3 separate regions of the Sus scrofa genome follow, and regions 2 and 3 are each linked to region 1. Evidence: chromatin contacts called from public HiChIP or PLAC-seq data. All regions are on one chromosome and are shown on one strand. Each heading gives the region's core, a stretch centred on a gene start, on an enhancer-like site or on the middle of the called end of the contact. The rest is flanking DNA. Distances are from core to core; before and after follow the strand shown.

Region 1 (3,112 bases), core at 400-2,899:
GTAATGAAACAAAATACACATTGTAGATCTTTTGTAGTGGTATAAGAATATTTAGGACCTGCAAGGAAAACTGTGCAAAGAACCCTTCCCCTTCAGCCTTTTCCCTTTTTTCTGTTAACGGTTAAGATCACCTGACATTTTATATATTTGACATCTGTCTTTCCCAACTAGAATACAAGCTCTTGGAAGGCAGAGATTTCAAATATTTTGTTCACAGATATATTCTCAGTATCCAGACTATGTGTCTAGCATGCAGTTGTAGTACGTTCTTTTTTTTTTTTTTTTTTTTTTTTTTTTGTCTTTTTAGGGCTGCACCCTCGGCATATGGAAGTTCCCAGGCTAGTGGTCAAATCAGCCACAGCAACTTGGGATCCAGCTGCATTTGCCACCTACACCACAGCTCATGGCAATGCTGGATCCTTAACCCACTGAGTGGAGCCAGGGATTGAACCCACATCCTCATGGATACTAGTCAGGTTCGTTACCACTGAGCCACAATGGGAACACCTATAGTACATTCTTAAAATTTTTGTAAAATAAATAAGAATTGTTTTTTTAAAAAGACTCCTGAATATTATGTTAGAATTATTAAATTCTAAAACATTGGCTTGTGTGTGTGTGTGTGTGTGTGTGTGTGTGTAAATTCACAGACTTGGTGGTGTAATTCCCAGTGGAGGACAAAGTCAGGTGTCAGAGGATTGAAAGCTTGTGTAGAGAGACAGGAAAGTAAGTGCAAAAACAAAGCAACATGTCTTATGTAGTAGATAGAAGGAATCAAATATTGTCAGCAAACTTCTTCAAAGAGTAAACTAAATGCATCTCTGTCCATCATTTCCATGTCTGAAATCTGACTGTAGTGAATGCAAATTCACTTCAGATTAGTTGTCTTGGCATTAACCTTCTTCCCTGATAAAACTTTTGAAACTTTTGAAATAATGAAGTCTTTTTTCCTCCTCCCTAAATTACTACCCGCAAGATGCAAGCCCTCAGATGGAAACAGTCTCCCATTTCTATTTTGAGATTTGCCTGAGTCACAAGGTAGTCTTGGCGAATCACTCTGCTCCATCTCTCAGTTTACTGAGGCTGCCTGGGAACTGGAACTGTCAGCCAAACAGGAAAAGGGCTGTTCTGCCTAACTCCAAAAGGGCTCAGGCATACGGATGGGGAGGGGGGTTGTTAATGATGGATATAAATTGCTGCAAATGGATTTCCCACAGGGTGGGGTGGGAAAAGCAAGTATTTTACTTAATTCCTCTATATGAATTCAGGCCTGAAAAGGCACTCTTAAATATAGCTAAGCAGATATCCCAGCATTGGCATATGTATTTTCAACTAAAGAGACCCCCCTCATATTCGTACTATATATGACACCCCAAATATAAGCAAAGGAATATGACTGATCTGACCCTGGCTGTTTAAAAAAAAAATCAATGTTTATGAATATGTATAAATCTCAAAAGCCCTTTTTCTTTCTCAAGGGTAGGTATAAAGAGCTACTTCCACCTGGATGCCCTTATTTGTGCCCCTCTCCGTAGTCTTGAGTTCCTCCTGGTTGTGTAGCTGACATGTTCTCCCTAAGTGGTTACTGTAATTCCAAACCTCCTGCCCCCCAGTGAAGTGTCTTGACAAAACTATTCTTTCTATACTCACACAAACGGAAACAGAAGAGAGGAAAGGCCCTGGGGATGCAGCCGCTGCAGGTCTCAAGCTGAACCACTAAGCAACCTGAACTTCTTTGCCTCTTCACTTGGCTGAGTTCCTCTCTTGACTCAGGGTAGAGTGATGAGCCTGGTATAGGAAGCTTAGGACCCAGGGGGCGCCTTTCAGCCAGAAAGAAAAAAAAAAAAAAAAAAAAAAAATACCTCTCGCAGCAGCAAGCTAGCTGGGAAGCTCCCAGTTCTAAAGAGAAGCTGTTTACCAGAAGAGCATAACAAGGGCAGGTCTGACTGCAAGGCTGGGAACCAGAGGAAGAGCCGCCACCAAGGGGACCCTAGCTGGACCCTGGTTGGTCAATCACCTGCAGGACGAAGGAAGTGAGGATGCTGTTGGCCTGCGTGCAAACAATCCTTGTCAGCAACATGCTCCTGGCAGAAGCCTATGGATCTGGAGGTAAGATTACAATCTTTTCCTTCTGCAGCAACTTAACGAAGCGGAAAGGGTAAAGCTCTCTATTTCCCAAGCAGGAAGGATGATGACAGGAAAGGGAGATTTTAGCAGGTTCCGGTTGTCCCATGAAAGCTTTTTTTGTTTTGTTTTTTTCCCTTTCTCCTTTCCCTGCCAGGAGCTTGCAGCTCCATCTTTGCCATTAAGAACAAAGGCAAGTAGCTACTTTGCTTTTCCTTGCCTGTGGCTCATGACTGGATGGAACTTGAGCGTTCATCCCCCCTTACTCCTAAATCCTGTTCTTTTCTGGGGCTTTGCAGTGTCACCAGAGCACAGGTTCTCCTTCCCCGGCCCCTTCCTCGGCTCTCCCGCTGAGGGTGGGAGTTTGGAGTCACATCCAGGCAGCGAAAAGGCAGGTTCCCTCCGTTTGAGGCTCTCTCTTGCGTTACTGAATCAAAGCTTTTGTAGAATTCTCTTGGGAAGGAGTGTTGGCCTGTGGCAGTGTGGCCATATCCGCAGAGAAGGGAACACCAGAGTTTATGTAACATAGAGTGACAACACAGGGATGAATTTCGGATCTGGTCGCCCACCGACCGTCTCCACAGAGGGACCTGAACCCAGGGCTCCCCCGCACCCTCCTCCAAAGTGGCCACAAGTTCCAGAGCAACAACCCTGTGCACCTGTGCAGTGTTTTCAGTCTTACAGTTTTTTTTTTTTTTTAAAGGAAAGAAATTAAGAAAGAAAAAAACTAACACTGAGCGCTGGGGGCAGGGCGCCGGCTGGGGGCTCTTCTTGCCCTCTCCCTTCTCTTTCCGGCCTCACAGATCCTCTGCGAGGCAGGCGGGGTTTTCCACCTGAGGGCAGGATTTCCCAGGCAGGGTGGGCCCGCGCTCCCCTGCCCAACTGTGTTCGGGGGCTCCTCTTCCTCACAGGCTGCTTCTGGGACAACGGCCACCTGTACCAGGCTGACCAGCTCTCCCCCTCGCCGGGCCTCCACTGCCTCAACTGG
Region 2 (3,131 bases), core at 400-2,899, 530 kb after region 1:
GGCGAGCTCGGCTCAGCTCGGCTCCGGCAGGGCCTGCGCTCCAGCTCCGGCTCCAAGCGGCTCCGGCTGCGGTTCAGGCTGCGGCGGCAGATCCCGCCAGGCTCGGGCGGAGGGCAAGGCTCCACGCTCTAGGCCCCGCCTCCGCGGCCGCCCCTCTCGCCCCACCCGGAAAATTGGGTTGAGCCTCGGGCGTCACCTCTGGCTAGGCCCCGCCCACAAGCTGCCGGCTCTCCGTCTCTCCCCCATCCGCCTAGCATTCCCTCCGCCAGCAGAGCCCCCCCTCACGGGAGTGGTCAGCCAGTCTGTTCCCATTTACCCTACTGGTGGGGGATCAGGCCTCTCCCCACCTAGTGCCGTGGCAAGCCTCTTAGAGACGAACACAGAGCAGGAGACCACGGGGTATCTTTCTGAGGGAGCCTGATAAAGAGCCCTAGCCTCTCCAGAGATTCCATCTTCAAGGACACCCACCCCGGGAGACCTCCTTCGAAGATGGGCCTCGGGGCCACAGTTATATCCCGTGGGACCTCAGCATCCAGAAGAGCTGGACCACCGGGGCACCTTAATGCCCCTCCCTAATCCGAACACCTCCCTCTCCCAGCCCAGGGCGGGCCCCCTCTAGGCAGGCAGAGGAAAGCTGACTCACCAAGGCCACCCACAGCTGCGGAAGCAGGGCCCCGCCAGCCAGCATCTATCCCTGGCCAGCAGGCCCTGTCCCATCTCCTGGGCACTGGAGGCTGGTTCACAGCTGGACTTCCTAGTGTCCATTCTCTGTCCCCATTCCTGGCAGGACATGAGCCCCAGGTGGGCTGGGAGCCAGAGCAGCTGCCATTAAGCCTTTGCCCCTGCCTGAGTCTTGGCTTTTCCATCAGAATGGACGGTTAGTCTCAGAGCTGAGGTTTGGGTAAACAGCACACCCCAAAACAGGACAGGCTGATAGGAATTCCAGGCTGAGCCCTGGCCTCTCTTAGCTCTAGAGTCAGATATGCAAGAATCACAAGTGCCCAGTGCCCGCTGTGAGCCTCTTTTCTGATGCCCGGTTTCCTTCTGTGGGAGCTCCTGCCAGCTGGGATACTGTTCACCCCTAGCCTGTTTGACCAGCAAGTCCTTGATGAAGGCAACCTGTCTAGAGGAACAAGACCTCAAAGGGAGACCCTTAACACGGTCCCTGGCACCCTCTGGTGGCCAGAACAGAGAATTACTGCAAGTGTTCCCTAATCCCCATCATGATCCTTGGGCTGGAATTAAAATCCCCAGCCTCACTGCTGATTCAGACCTGCTGAATCACATGCCATCTGGTGGGCCCAGGAGTGTGCTTTTTTTTTTTTTCTTCATTTGCCTCTGATGATTCTAATACCTATAGGAGCCTTCAAATCACTGCTGAATACTACGAATTGTAGGGCAGGAGATTTCCAAGCGAAGGACCAAAATATATAGGTGTTTATTTAAACAGCGTTTCTCCAGGAGGGGTTGTGGGAGGGAAACTGAGCCAGTCAAGGGGCAGCCCACCTCGCCCCACATTTCCTGAAGAGGAGGAACTAGGGCCCCTAAGGGTTATATTCTTTTTAAGATTTTGTCAGTTTCCAGTAAGCTTTAATTAAAAAAATAAAACTTGGAGTTCCCATCGTGGCTCAGTGATTAACGAATCCGACTAGGAACCATGAGGTTGCAGGTTCAATCCCTGGCCTTGCTCAGTGGGTTAAGGATCCAGCCTTGCTGTGAGCTGTGGTGTAGGTTGCAGATGAGGCTCGGATCCCGTGTTGCTGTGGCTCTGGTGTAGGCTGGTGGTTACAGCTCTGATTAGACCCCTAGCCTGGGAACTTCCATATGCCATGGGTGCAGCCCTAGAAAAGGCAAAAAGACAAAAAAATAAAATAAAAATAAAAATAAAAAAACATAATAAATAACCCCCTGATCTTCTCAGAGCTGAGTTAGTGGGGAGTGGTAGGCAGTGTCTATACCTCCTCCAAGACTGCCACAAAGCACAGTGGGGGATTCAGACTTAGTCTGTCTGGCTGGAGAGCTCCAGTTTTTAACCTGCCTTGACCTTCAGGCAGTAAAGCTCTCCACAGGCTATTGTGGGAGACTGGGGACGGAGGCAGGTGCCCAGCTTCATGGAGGGAAGCAGGGGCTCCTTCACATCCCCTGGGGTCCACCTAAAAGCCCAGAGCAGCTCCCAGTAGCCTGGCCCTGCCACAGGCTCCCAAATCCCTCAGATCTGACTGTCTCCGCCCCCACTTCACCCCCCCCCCCACAGGAAGCAGGTGATTTGGGAAGGGTCTCCACCTTCAGGAGGCACTGGGAGAGAGGAAGAACCCATTTCCAGCAAGTGGGCTACAGAGGCTGTAGGATGGGGCTCTCTTGTCATTGCATGTTCCTAGACAAATCACTTGACTGCGGGGGCCTCAGTCTCCCCATCTGTAAACCAACCACCCCCATTGCATGTTCCTAGACAAATCACTTGACTGCGGGGGCCTCAGTCTCCCCATCTGTAAACCAACCACCCCCACCAAGCTGTGAGTTAGGCTGTGAGGGGGAACGCAGTTTGGATGGAGTCACACGGATCTAAATGCAGGTCAGAAACAAACCTGGTCCCCAACCCCAGGGAGGGCCTTTGCTTATCAGACTCTTACTGAGGATGCAGCTGTCCTCTCATCCATACCCCTTCTTGGTTCCTGCTGACTGAGCCAGACTGGACATCTGACCCAGTGTCAGGAGATGGCCTATGCCAGTCAGACCCATCCCCAGGCTTCAGGACTCAGGCTGAGAAAATAGCGGGCCTGGGGAACTGAACTGGAAGGTGACATAGTCACTGCTAGGGCCATACTCAGGAGAAGGCCTGAGCCCCAACTTCCATCTCCTCACTGCCTTTGGCTGCCCTTGAATTGGTGGACTGAGTGACCTGAGGTAAGCCATAGACCTCTTAAGCCCCCACGCTTCAAAGGAGGGCAGGTCCTGATTCCCCCAGTAAAGTGCCCTGGGCTGAGATTAAGGAAGGACAGTGAATAAGCACTCTAGAGGCCTGGGCCTAGACAGTGTCACCTTTTTCATTTGGCTTTCAGATACTTTGATCTTTATTTCAATATCAAAACATCTTTTAAATCACCTATTTTTCCTACCTGCCCAGACCCTAA
Region 3 (2,775 bases), core at 262-2,761, 750 kb after region 1:
CCTGGGAACTTCATTATTCTGCAGGTATGGCCCTAAAAAAAGACAAAACGAAACAAAAACTTCTACCCAGGTGTTCATAGCATCACTATTCACAATCACTAAAAGTATAAACAAAGTGTCCATCCACAGATGAGTGGATTAAAAAAGTCCATACAATGGAATAGTTTTTGGCTTTGAAAAGGAATGAAGAATTGATACATACTACAACATGGATGACTCTTGAAAACATGTGGGGTGATAGAAGCCAGACACAAAGCCCACATACATATGATTTCATTTATATGAAATGTCCAGAAAAAAACAGAACTTTGGAGACAATTAGCAGTTGCCAGGGAGTGGGGGAGGAAGGATGGGGAGTGACTGACTGCTAATGGATAGGAATTGCTTTATGTCTAACCCATGGCATATGGAAGTTCCCAGGCTAGGGATTGAATTGGAGTTACAGCTGCCAGCATAGGTCACAGCAATGCAGAATTCGAGCCGTGTGTGCAGTCTTTACCACAGCTCACCTGTACTTAAGTGAGGAGCTATCATTATGACTCTGTGAGTTGATATCCCTTAACCCACTGAAGGAGGCCAGGGATAAAATCCTCATGGATCCTAGTTGAGTTTGTTAACTGGTGAGCCAAGACAGAAACCCCTGGATAGGAATTTCTTTTTGGGGTGATGAAAATGTTCTAAAGTTAGATTATGGTGATGGTTGCACAGCTTTATAAATATGCTTAAAACATTGAATTATACTCTTTAAACAGGTGATTTTTCTCAAGGCTGATGGAAAAATACAAATTACAAAAGATAGTAGGTAGAACTTGGGGCAGTGAGTGGCTCAATAGACAATGGTCATTATTCTTATTAACTAGGTCTCCCTATTTTTTTGTTTGTTTGTTTGTTTGTTTGTTTTTGGTCTGGCCGCGGCAAACAAAATTTCCTGGGCCAGGGATCGCTACAGCAGCGACAACGCCAGTTCCTTAACCCGCCAGATCCTTAATCAGGGAACTCCCAGTCTCCCTAACTTAAAGCCCCAGAAGCAGTTGGGGTGGGGGACTGCTGAACTTCAGCTCGGCCTAGGTTTTAAGTCGCTGAGAGTCGCTGGGAGAATCCCAGAACCACCGCGGGTCTCCTCGGAGCTTCTCGAATGGGTGAAGCAATCCTCACTCACGTCCCTGGGGTCTCGCGGGGGTGGGGGGTGCTTGGAAGGCAGATGCGGAATTCCCAACGGACGACTTCGGCCTCAGCTGGCACCGCGCTGCAGGTGACTGGCTGGGTCGCGGCTAACCCGGAAAGGCCAGAGGAGCTCTTTCAGGTGAGCTCTCGTGATTGGCAGCCCAGGGGGGAAGGGCTTCGGGAGACGGCTGCCCCGCCCCCTCACGTCGGGCCGGTTGGCGCCAGCCTGGGGGAGGTGGGCGGGCCCTGGGGGTCCACGGCGCCCATTGGGTGTGGAGGGGAGGGAACGCCGGGGAAGGCCTAGGGCCCCGCCCCCGGATTTGCTGCGACCAATGGGCGCGGCACGTGGGCGGGGCGTCGGCGGCAGTCGGGCGGCTGAGGCGGCTGAGGTGGCTGAGGTGGCCGCTGAAGCTGAGGCAGCGGGCGCGGCCGGGATGGCGAAGAGCAGCGGAGAAAACGGGCCGCGCGCTTCCGCAGCCAGGGGGAGCCTGTCGGGGACCCGAGAGAGCCTGGCCCCGGGCCCCGACGCCGCAACGGCCGATGAACTCAGCTCTCTCGGCTCGGACTCAGAGGCCAACGGCTTCGCTGAGCGCCGCATCGACAAGTTCGGCTTCATCGTGGGCTCGCAAGGCGCCGAGGGCGCGTGAGTATGGCTGGGGGCCGGGGCCCGGGGCCGGGGGCGGGCGCGGGACCTGAGAGGAGGGCCTCGACGCGGACCGAGCCGCTCTCAGGAAGGACCGACGTGTCTCAACCAGGAACCAGCGACCCTTATCTCCCTTGCCCCACCCCCACCTCCCCCCAGGCGGATTGACCCGCTTTCACCCTGGAGCCTACTTTGGAGCCTGGGACACGCAGGCCAACCTCACCTCTCCTGCTCGCACCTCCAGACAGACTGACCCGCCCCCAGGAAGGGCTCTCCTCACAACTGCGGACAGATTGACACCTGTCCCAACCCCATCACTACCACCCTCGCCTTAGGGTTGATTGACTTTGCCACCCTGGGCAGGCTCACAGGTGGCCGCCCTTCCCCCAACAGGCCGATGTTCTCCATGCCCCCCCGCCCCGCCCCCGACCCGCAGATGCCCTTGTTTTAGCAGCCCACTACCCTCATATCAGGGGTATACCTTAGGCAGACTTCAGAGGGACAGACTTCTCTGCCCACACTACATTCCAGGACAGACTGACCCTCACCTCAAGACACACAGACCTCTGAATAGACTGATATTTGTCAGTTCCCTCCTTCTTTGGGACAGACAGTCCCTTCCCCTCATGGAAGGGTCAGAGCAGAGCGTGTTCCCCTCTCCCCTCAGAGGCAGATTTCTCCCTGTCATTAGCAACAGGTGGGCAGACACTCCCCCTTTCCAGTACCCACAAGGTGATGGTACCTCATCTTCAGAATAGACTGTCTTTGTGGATGGTGTGGAAACATGCACCTCCTCTCCAAACACAGACTGGGGTTGGGGGGGCAGCAGCAGGAGACAGCAGGGTCCAGGCTCTTAGCACACCCAGATCCCCTGTACCCAGGCACCCAGCTGGCAGGCAGAGAAATGTGGGGCAGGGAAGCAGCACCTTCCCTTTAAGTGGGGTAAATTGAGCAGCCACATAGAACTC

What was found. HiChIP or PLAC-seq counts read pairs in DNA pulled down with a chosen protein or histone mark.
Region 2: a contact with region 1 is called in an H3K27ac HiChIP or PLAC-seq map of alveolar macrophages. The contact joins the promoter of SLC35E4 here to the promoter of PIK3IP1 in region 1. A contact is called at or near these places in 1 of 5 promoter capture datasets (liver) and 2 of 2 datasets of contacts at active chromatin or transcription factors (alveolar macrophages and skeletal muscle).
Region 3: a contact with region 1 is called in an H3K27ac HiChIP or PLAC-seq map of alveolar macrophages. The contact joins the promoter of TBC1D10A here to the promoter of PIK3IP1 in region 1. A contact is called at or near these places in 1 of 5 promoter capture datasets (fetal skeletal muscle) and 1 of 2 datasets of contacts at active chromatin or transcription factors (alveolar macrophages).

Annotation. Positions count from the first base shown.
Region 1 is chr14:48,050,197-48,053,308 of Sscrofa11.1, reverse strand. It overlaps PIK3IP1 (phosphoinositide-3-kinase-interacting protein 1), which reads left to right and starts at 1,649. Exons shown (of 6, transcript XM_001926534.4): 1 at 1,649-2,109; 2 at 3,036-3,112. The coding sequence starts at 2,040.
Region 2 is chr14:47,517,120-47,520,250 of Sscrofa11.1, reverse strand. It overlaps SLC35E4 (solute carrier family 35 member E4), which reads right to left and starts at 1,649. Exons shown (of 4, transcript XM_021072952.1): 1 at 1-1,649.
Region 3 is chr14:47,300,276-47,303,050 of Sscrofa11.1, reverse strand. TBC1D10A (TBC1 domain family member 10A) reads left to right here and starts at 1,511. Exons shown (of 9, transcript XM_021072299.1): 1 at 1,511-1,807. The coding sequence starts at 1,599.